2 separate regions of the Capra hircus genome follow, and region 2 is linked to region 1. The links are chromatin contacts, called in public Hi-C maps. All regions are on one chromosome and are shown on one strand. The core of a region is the stretch at or near the end of the contact, and the rest is flanking DNA. Distances in the headings are between cores, read along the strand shown. Region 1 holds the start of BHLHE23 (class E basic helix-loop-helix protein 23). Region 2 overlaps DIDO1 (death-inducer obliterator 1).

What was found. A called contact is a pair of places that touch in the nucleus more often than the background predicts.
Region 2: a contact with region 1 is called in a Hi-C map of blood, with 6 times the contacts expected there. The contact joins the enhancer-like site here to the promoter of BHLHE23 in region 1. A contact is called at or near these places in 2 of 5 Hi-C or Micro-C datasets (blood and liver).

Annotation. Positions count from the first base shown.
Region 1 is chr13:53,744,598-53,749,706 of ARS1.2, forward strand. It overlaps BHLHE23 (class E basic helix-loop-helix protein 23), which reads left to right and starts at 3,218. Exons shown (of 1, transcript XM_005701397.3): 1 at 3,218-5,109. The coding sequence starts at 3,419. The coding sequence ends at 4,087.
Region 2 is chr13:53,823,798-53,828,986 of ARS1.2, forward strand. All of the region lies in intron 7 of DIDO1 (death-inducer obliterator 1), which reads left to right. Among named protein-coding and RNA genes, the nearest start is that of TCFL5, 25 kb to the right of the region's middle. Within about 2 kb of position 2,059, at least 3 of the 5 cell types and tissues checked have an H3K27ac peak or open chromatin away from gene starts, as enhancers often do.

The DNA.
Region 1 (5,109 bases), core at 1,968-4,467:
AGTCGTGAGCAACATTCAGGAGATGGTCAGACCAGGGGACTGTCTCCTACATACCTCACCCAAAGGCCACAAACCAGCAGCTTATACAGCATTAACACCTCCTCTCCTGCAACGTGGATAAACTTGGAAACACGCTCAGTGAGAGAAGCCAGTCACAAAAAGCCACACAGCGTGTGAGTCCATTTACGTGAAATGTCCAGAGCAGGCAAATGCATGAAGACAGAAGGCAGATGCTGGTTGCCATGGGTTTTGTGAAAGAAGGAAAGGGAGGGATGCGGGTCTAACCGTATGTGGGTCTTTTTGGGGTGACAAACGTGCCCTGGAACAGACTATTGTGATGGACACGTGACACTGTGAATAATCTAAAAACCTTGACTTATACACTTTGAATGGGTAGGCTGTGTAGTTAGTACTTGAATTATATCTCGATAAAGCTTTTTTTCAAAAAATTCTTATCACTCTGGACTTGCCCAGCACGGTGCCCACTAGTGGACTGGAGGGAGAGAGGGAGCGGGGAGGGAGGGGTTTATAAGCTGTCAAGTCCTGTCCACATGCAGAAGGTGGTGCTTCTGTGGGGCTTCTAACAACCTTAACAAACAGGTTCTGGTAAGAGGACTGGCAGCATCTTTCTTTGCCTTCCCCCCATGGGGACACGGAGATGGTGGACGGTCCAAGGCCAGAGCTGCCACCTGGAGGCTCTGCCACTCTACTTGGGGCACTTGAAGGGCAATTACCAAGCATTACCCAGAGGTACTGGAGAGAGGTACAGGGAACACACACCCCTAAAATGAACCTCGGCCCAGGCCCTCCATCACCAGAGAGCCCCAGAAACAATGGGGTCAGAGTCTCGCCCCAAATGCAGGACCAGCGCTGCCCCAAAGCAGCTGCTAACCTCTTCCCTGCTTGGCAGGGCCTGACACTTCCTGGCTGTCCCAACCTGCTGCCCTCAGCCTGCCAACAGGGACCTCACCCCAGAGGAACCGCCCACACCAAACACCAAAGAGCCATGACCGCATTTAGCCTTCTGCACTTAGGAAATAGCCCAGAAAAAAAGTCACAACCCAAAAGCAAGTGTGGGCATGCAACACAAAACCAATAAAAACATGAGGAGGTTTGAAATCAATGTTCTTTGGGCCTCTCAGCCATGGTCCAGGATTGGCCACGGAGCCTCTTAGTGTAAACTGCCCATTAGTGACGTTTAGAAAGAAACTGCTGAGACATCAGAAGTGACATAAGGAATAAGGAACACCCTCTGAGCAGGTGGTGGAGCAGGCGGGGTTCTTGCGCCCACCCTGGAAGGCAGCTTCTTCCCCAGGGCTGGCATGCCTTCCGAAGAAGCCGGCCAGGTCTGGGGCAGCGGCCAGGTTTGGGGTAGTAGCTGCCCCTGGGCGCCTTGTGTTTTACCCAATTCTCGTGAAGTACTGGCCTCTGGAGCCGCCACCTCCAAAAGCAGAGATGGGAGACTTGCCAAGGTGTCAAGGGTGCCTCACTGTGCCTGGCTGTGCCAGGAAGCGAGGCTAATGGGGTCCGGAGGGCCTGAGAACGCCCATTAAACAGCAGGGCCCGCAGGTGGAGTGCAATCTCCCAAGCGGCCAGCAGGTGGCAGCGTCAGCCCAAAAACCACTCCTGTCCAGGCATATTCGCGACTCAGCCACGAAGACTGCTTCTACTGCTGGGGTCAGATCCCATTTGGGGGGTGGAGGGGGCGGGGCGGGCTGACATCGGATTTAACTGAACCTCCCAGAGATGCCGACCTGCAGCCACAGCGGGAGCTCTGCTCCAGCCTCGAAAATCGATCTCCTGGGTGCCTGTGGTTTCAATGACTACATATTCTGATGACATACCCACGACCGCACAAATGCCTGCCAGACACCCCTTGGTTGGTTCAAACGCTCCCACCCTCAGTTTATCCACTGAGCCTACCCGACCCCTTAACCCCACCCCCAGCCCTGAGGCCCAGAGGCAGGAGGCCCTCAGCTCCCATCAGACCCCACCACTCGCATGGGCCCGGGGGCATCAGTGGAGCTGGCCCACCTCTGCTTACAACCCCTTTCACCCTGACCAGCTCTACCAGGCCGGGAGGGACACCCAGAAGGAAGCCTCCCAAATCCCCTGAGGGCTGTGGTGCCGCGGTCTGCAGAAAGCGTTTCCCTGAGCTCCTTCTGGGTGGCCTCTGTCCTCCCAGCAAAGACCAAACTCCCCACCAGGACCAGCCACGCGGGCCTCTGCCCCCACCCCCACTCCCGCCCTCTGCCGCCCCTCCAACAGCCTAGATGCGCCCTGCCCCTCAGGGTGCTTCCCCACCCCAGCTGCGGGGCGTCCCCCACTCGCTCTCCAGACTTTGGCCCAGGAGGCAGTGCAGGGGCTCCTTGGAAAAGGCCTCCCCCAGACCCTCCTGGTCCTTCATTCGCAGCCGGACACGCAGGTAGGTCAGACCTTCTCTCCTAAACATCAGCCCCAGGTTCCCTCCCCTCATCCGGGGGCCCAGAGAGCCGGTCTCTGATGTTCCCACGACAGATGATCCACGTGTTTGCGCCTGTCTCCTCCAACACTCCCACCCAGCACCGAAGTCCTGGAGAGCCAGCAGGCCCTGGAAGGGGCGCTGGGAGCGCCCAGTTTGCCCTTCGGGTTACCTGGCTGTGTGGTGCTACTAGGACGCCCACCCGGGAGGAGCGCCCCAGGCGTACGCCCGGCACCTGATGCGGAGTCGGCTGGTCGATCTCCGTGGTGTTCTGCGCGCTCCCTGCTCTGATCCCTGCCTGCGCGACGCCGGACGTAGGTCCTGCAAATGGCACAGAAGAAGAGAAGGAGTCGGACTGAGACGGGTGCCCACGAGGGACAGGAGCGTACAGCGGCTGCACCCCCGGGGGCGGCAGGAGGCAGCGCGGAGAAGCGGGAACAGCGCTCCTAGGCCCCACCGTGTCCACCACTGTCTCCAACCAGACCCCCGGCTCCCTCATCCCGGCGGCTCCCCCACCCTTGGCCGTCGGTCTGCGCCGCCTAAGCTGCCGGGCTCCGGAAAGAGGCGGTCACCAGGTCCCCTCTGATTGGACGGCTACGAAGTCCCAGCGGGCGCCTCCGCACCTTAAAGGGGGAGTGGCGGCGCGAGTGGGAGGTAAAGCGCTCCCCAGCCCAGCCCAGCGCGCGGCGGCGAGAGGTGGGGGTGGGGTGGGGGGCAGTAGGAGAGAAAGAGACGGAATAGGAGGGGGAGGGGAGAAGGAGGAGGGGAGGCGACCAGGAGGCGGGGCCGAGGCCCTGGGAGGCTCGGGGACTGACTGACTGCCGGACGGACGCGCGAGCCGGGAACGGGACCGAGGCGGCGCCAGCGGCCAGCGCGAGCGCGGACCCTGGGGCGGCACGGCCTGGGCCGTAGGAGCACCTGCCCGCCCGGCGGGCCCTCGGGCCCAGAGGCGCGGCCATGGCAGAGCTCAAGTCGCTGTCGGGGGACGCGTACCTGGAGCTGAGCCACGGCTACGCGGCGGCGGGCCTCGCCTACGGGCCGGCCCGGGGGCCCGAGGCTGCCCGCTGTTACGGCATGCCGGGCACGGGAGGTGACCTCCCCGCGGCGTCCGCGCCCCGAGCCCCGGCCGCGGCAGCCGAGAGCAGCGGCGAGCAGAGCGGGGACGAGGACGACGCCTTCGAGCGGCGGAGGCGGCGGCGCGGGCCGGGGAGCGCGGCGGACGGACGGCGGCGGCCCCGGGAGCAGCGGTCGCTGCGGCTGAGCATCAACGCCCGGGAGCGCCGGCGGATGCACGACCTGAACGACGCCCTGGACGGTCTGCGCGCGGTGATCCCCTACGCGCACAGCCCGTCGGTGCGCAAGCTCTCCAAGATCGCCACGCTGCTGCTCGCCAAGAATTACATCCTCATGCAGGCGCAGGCCCTGGACGAGATGCGGCGCCTCGTGGCCTACCTCAACCACGGCCAGGGCTTGGCCGCGCCGGTGGCCGCCGCGCCCTTGGCGCCCTTCGGCCAGGCTGCAGTGTACCCCTTCTCTGCCAGCGCCGCGCTGCCCTGTCCAGACAAGTGCGCCGCCTTCTCCGGGACGCCCTCGGCGCTTTGCAAACACTGTAACGAGAAGCCCTAAGGGCCCTGGGCCGTCCCTCCTTCTGCACGCGTCCTTCATTTTACCTTTCCCCCATGACTGCCACCCTCCCCCACTGGACTGCGCTCACGGGGAGAAGACGGCCGCACCTCGCTTCCAGCCCTTATGCGCTGAGCAGTTGGGCCGGCGGAACAGAAGAGCAAAGCCCAGTCGGGAGTGGGACTGAACCGGACAACGGGGTGCTGGAATCCAGGTCCTAGAGCCTGCAGCGCCCCTGGGCACTCTCCGGACGTCGCCAGCCATCGATCCTGGACAGGACGGGGCTGACCAACCGTGTTTGTCTGGGCGCCACCGGTCAGCCTCAAAAAGAAACCCGGGGTTGCAGTGGGAACAGGGGTTGGCGCCATCCCCGCGCGGGTGATCCTCCCCAGAGCCACCTAGGGGCTCGCAGAGCGCAGGGAAGGAGGGTAGCCCGGGCCCCGGCCCTCTCGGGGCGCGTATTTGGCCTGCGTCCGCCGTCTTGCCAACCACAAGGCCGCGCTCTGGGTGGGAGTGTTCCGCCTCCGCCGGCTCCATGACCCCCTCCCGGTGCCGCAGGAGCGGAACTGCGGGATGAGCCCCAACCCGGTCCCGCAACTGTGGTTGCAAGGAAGCTAGACCGCGGACGCAAGAATACCCCGATTGGTAGCTTTTCGCCTCTCCCGTTTGTTACGTTTCTTTTCTAGCCTGCCTGGAGATGCTGACCTCTGGGTGAGCCGACGTTGACGCCGGCTGCTTCCCATTGTCCCTAAGCAGCCCCTGGACTCTCCAGCCACCACCGCCCTGGCGCGGCCCTGGTGAAGCTTTATGGAGACTGAGATGCGCCCTCTGCTTAAAGGCGGCTGCATGGAGGAGGGCTCCTGGGGTGTCAGGGGAGGGCCTAGTTTAGCCCTGGTGACAGGCCAAGGCCCCTCTCCACCGACCCCGCACAATTCTGGGAGAGGTGACCCGGCCCCGGTGAGTACACGCTGCTGGGGCCACGCCCTGGCCGATGAGCACGGTGATGGGATTTCTTTTAAAGGCAG
Region 2 (5,189 bases), core at 809-3,308, 78 kb after region 1:
AAAAAGTTTGGTGACAGACTAGCTTTGCACATCTGCATCTGTCCCCCCACTTGGAGAGTCAGAACCTGTTCTCATACAGGGTTCACCAAGATGGCTGTTTTTTGTTACCCCTACAGCTGGAATGTTTTTGGATGTCATTGACATTACCTGGTATTTCTAAGTATTTTACTTCTCACAAGTGTTGGATTTTTTTAATAGCCAGCTGTTCAGAAAGTTAGTGCAGGGAAGGTTTCGCATGCACAGGTGTTTTTCTGACAGACCCTCAGGTGTGCCCAGGCTGTTCCCTGTAGTTCTGGTGTTTCACCAGGGGGATGGGGTAGAAGCTTCCAGCAGGACTGGTCTTGCTCACCACGCCTGCTCTTCTGTGGCCTGCGTGTGGCCTGTGGGGCTCTGCGTCCCCTGTGACACATGCAGACAAGCCCTGAGGCAGAGTCCCGAGGTGGCATCGAGTCCACAGGCCTCTCTGAAGATGCAGCTGTAAATCCTCCTCTGTGGTACACGAGGCTCGGGTGTACTTGAACAGTTAACATCCTCGATGTTTGTTGCACATCACTGTGCATATATATAGTTATAGTCTTTCTTCTGAAAGTTAAAGAAGTTAACCTAAGAAGATCGATAAGAAAGTTTTCCACTTTAAATTTATGTAAACGAAGCTTGGGGCATTGCCGTGCACCGGGAGGCATCAAAGGACAAACACCAAGGTAACTGCCGCTTAACCCTTGGGGTCAGCAGGTGCCTTGGGCCACAGGCTCCACTGAGCGCCACCCTTGGGGACTAGGGGCCTGTGGGGTGGGGGCAGTAAGCGTCCAACCTGCCCCTGGCCCCATAATGATTCTTAGAGTTGTAGATGATTTAGTCACAGATGAGTGAAAACTGAACCTCATTAAAGTAGGAGTGCCTGTTGGCAGGGTCAGAGCTCAGGATACGCATCAGCTCTGCTCCTGGTGGGGTCTTGGGGTGGAGGTCACCCCCACCACTAGCCATGCAGGCAGGACACGGGAACACTGCCTCCCATGGCCTCCGTCCCATGTCATCCTAGTGATTCCTGTTGAAGGGGTGACTTTGACTGTTTCTTTCATACATTACCAACCTATTGTGAATCATTCAGTATTTTATTTTCAAAATACTGTATGTGAAACTATTAAAACAGGAAGGGTTGTTTGCCTCTGAAAGTGTACTTGGTTTTTTGCAAATTTATTATGGATCGTTCTATGCACCTCTGTAGGTGTAAGTCGCTCAAATACTGGATATCAGTAAGAAGTCCATCTGGACAAGCTTTGGCCCCAAAGCAGGGCAGTTAGGCTATGCACGCACATACAGACCCCTGCTGTGAGAGCGCAGGGCCAGAGCTCAGGCCTCCTGAGTTTTCTGTGTACCACCACCCCCCCATGTAAGCATTACTACTACTGCAGGAGAGATTCACTGAAGAATACTTAATTAAGCAAAGGTACAAAAGCAAAATGGTGTTTTTCACACCAGGAGGAGTCAAAAAGTTAAAATGAGAGGCATCCTGATACATGGCCAGGCTGAGCTGAAAATACAGCTGCTGATAACTGTGGAGTCCATCCCCCAGATGCACTATGGCCTCTGAGCCCTGGCTGGTCCCCTTACCCGATCCTTGGGCGGTAGCTGCCTTGTCTGGGCAGGTTTGTAGCCACGTGGGAATGGGCAAGGGGGGAAAGGGAGGGGGTCCTCTACTCACACCATGTGGTGAGTCTTACTTGGCGCGTGGTCACACCAGAAGCTCTAATTCCTTTGACATTTACAGCCTGTGCTTCCCAAGAAGTGTCCCCCTGCCAATGCTTCCCCTGTACTCCACTTTCATTGTGACTCTAAGCCTCGTATCTAGGGGCTTTTCAGGGTAAATTGGTACCTCATTTGGGCAGGACGAAAGGCATAAAGCCATGGCCGTCTCTCAGGGTTTCTCGCCGGGCCCTGTGGGAGCCACCCTGCAACAGCCTTGACTGGGCGCGAGCAGCGCGGCGCTGCTACCTCGTCCTGCTGCAGCTGCACAGCACTGTCTGCCCGAGGAGGGCGGCCCTCCGCGCCTCTGTCCTCCCGTCCCCACCGAGGCCCACCAGTGCCACCCAGTGGCCAGCGAAGCTGTAGTGCCACAGCTGCCTCACCGAGTGACAAGGCCTCCGGTTTCATGCTGATTGGGAAATTAGCCAATTAGAATGTTGCTGGTCCCTGAACGCACCGGCCTGCCTGGTTCCTACCGGGCTCCACCACAAACAACTCATTTCCAGTACAAACCAATGGCCGGACCCAGCAGAAACGACGTCATCTGGGGCAGTGACCAGGCCACCGGGCAGCTTTTCCTTCTCTAGCTGCTCCCCAAGAAAACACCTAGCGTGGAACTCAGGCCACTGCCACAGGCAGGACCCCAGGATGACCCAGACTGGGCACACACTCCTGGGGGAGGGGGCTGTGTTCTTCCAACTTGCAGGCTGGTAGTTTTCCCTGCTTCCTGACAGCACTGGGGGGGTCTGCCGTCTCTGGAGCCACGATGCCTTGGGGGTGCTGCTTTCCTTCCCTTCTGTGAAGGTGCACACACGGTAACAGGAGTTTGGGTGAAGAGTTGGCCGGTGCAGTTAAAGCTTTACACAGATGAGTGTCACTGTCGCACTCCAGTGCTGTGTGGTGTCCTGCCATCCCAGCAGCAACCAGCCCACCTGTGACAAGGGGCACAGAGACAACTAGCTGTTAAGGTCCCACCACTGTCCACATTTTTACCAATTTCTTAATTTATACTAGTTACACCTACTTACATACTCTGAGATACAGGGAAGGCAGGATGAAAGGTGACGTTAAAAAGCCAGAAGCAACTAGTTTTCCAAGAGAGCAGAAGGCTGGTTCGGGAAAGCTGTCCCCTAATTCTCAGGTGATGTTCACTTACTGCACCTGCTCCTGGACAGCAGGTTGCTCACTTCAGTCACCTGGACTGGGAATGGCCCAGAAATAAGCTTCTGGCTTGTGTTTCCAAGTGAGAGCACCGGTGAGACAGCACAAGCGTGGGTCTTAGGGAGTGAAGGATGTGAAGTTAACAGGAATTGTCATCTGAAACAATGTAGATGCCACGTGGCAGGATTTGAGACCCCACCACAGGTGCCTCATTGAGGATTCTGGAAGCACTTTAGGCTACCATTTTGGAGTTACTTAAAAATGCTGTTAAAAATAATCTCAGTGAAGTTTGTAGAAAAGCTGGCTGGGCTGGTTTTAGGTCTGAATTTTAATGCGGACAGGCTGGTTCCTTCATCCCCTGCTGGTGGTCACATCTGGGACCGCATCCTGCTGCACTCTGCTCCGTCCCTTCCCCCAAGAAGAGGGCCTTCACCAGTCTCATTTAACCTAAACTCTAGCAGTCTGCACATTAGGTGCTGCAGACCCTCTTAGCCAAGTCTGAGCTGGTGAAGAAAAGTTTCCGCGTACTGAGGTGTGGCAACTCCCTTAGGGACGTGAACTTGAGCAGACGAAATAATACGCACAGAAACGTTGTTTTTCATTTTAGTAACTGTGAGGTCCCCAGTTTTACTGTATTAACTGATTTGCTAATGGGATGTGGGTATTGGCCAGTGGGGCAGATGTAGAGCATGAGTGGGCCCTCCACAGGGAGTGGGTGGTCTTGGGAAAGCCTAGACAGCATCACATGGGGATGCCAGCAGACACAGGACTAGTGGTTGGGACACTGTGGGTGAGGGGCATGAATCAGGCTCTGTGAGATGAAAATGAGAGACTGGAAGTCAAGATTGTTGCTTGATGACAGTGAACTGCCTCTAACCCGACTCTTAGTTAAAAGTGTTGGGTGTGCATAGTAGCCCTGTTTCAAACTTGGTTAAAAAGTAATTTCCCTTAAACTATGAAGTGGAAAAAACTGCAGTCCCTGGGCTTTTAGCACCCTGTCTGCCCTGGCATTGCCAGTGTTGGAGGCAGGGCATTTCTGGAGGGCAGTGCTCTGACCCTGTGCCAGGATGGCCCTGCGGGATGTTGGCTGTGAATGCCTTGGGGCTGTTGTGGGGTCAAGCCTTAGCTGCAGGTAGGGTCTCACTTTCCACACTGGACTTTCCCTGGGTCTCCCTAGGACAGTTGTAAGAAGCACCAGCGGGTGACAAATTGGTGGCTCTAATCTCTGGGTAAAGTGGGAAGGTTGCTGGAACATCTTGAAGTCTCCCATTTAGGTGCTGGGGGCTCACCATGCTGGGGGTGTTTGAGAAGTCTGCACTTGGGCAGGCAGTCTCTCCATCGGTCTCATGTGAGATGACCACCTGGCCCAGGTGGTGTCCCCATGCTGTCCCAGCTCGCACCCTGGACCCGCCTGTCCCCCCATCCTGCCCATTTGGGTCCAACCATTCTGGGCAGTGGACTGGAGTGGGGCTGTCTGGGAGTGGGCCACAGAACCCAGTATCAAGAGACTAGAAAAAAAGGTCGGTGACGGCTGGTTTTAGGTCTGGTTCTGAGAATGACCTGCCTTGCTTACCTGCAGGTGCAGCTCTCTTGGCCTGATACAGGGTTAGATACACTCCATGAACATGAAGTACTGACATAAAGATTTCCGTTTTAGCTTTTGACCACATCCCTGTCTGGGTTAAAAGCTCGAACCTACTGTCTTAGCCAGTAACAAGCTGCAGCTGGAGGCATGTGAATGGAAATGTGTTGTGGACCTGCCACCCAGCTCCTGGTATAAAAGTAGCTGGCCTCCCCATGTTGCGGTCTTCTCCCAGAATCCTATGTCTCATTAATCTTACCATGTCCAATTGACTTTCTGAAAGAATGATGAACACCTGTGAGCCCCTTACCCCCGGGATGGACTGTTACCAGTACTTCCAGAGCCTTGCAGTGTTGACGGTGGTGGTGGTGGTGGGGGCAATGAATATGCATTTAAAGAGAGTGTCTGCTGCATTCTAGAAAGGTTTTCTAAGTTCATGTTTACCAAAAATTGCACTGGAGTTCTCCATGAGAGTGGTCTTCGAAATTATACCTTTTCTTGATAAAGTGAAATTTGCCCTTCAATTTTCAAGTTATGTTAGCAGCTTAAATTTAGCCTTTAACAGCTTACTGGCTTACTGGTTTTTTAATTAATAATAAAGCATTTGTCCTCAAAGTATATAGTCACTATCAGAATTGTTGCTAGTAGTCCTTTTCACACTCCATTTGTGAATTCAACAGTTACTTTAAAAGTTCTCTTTTAA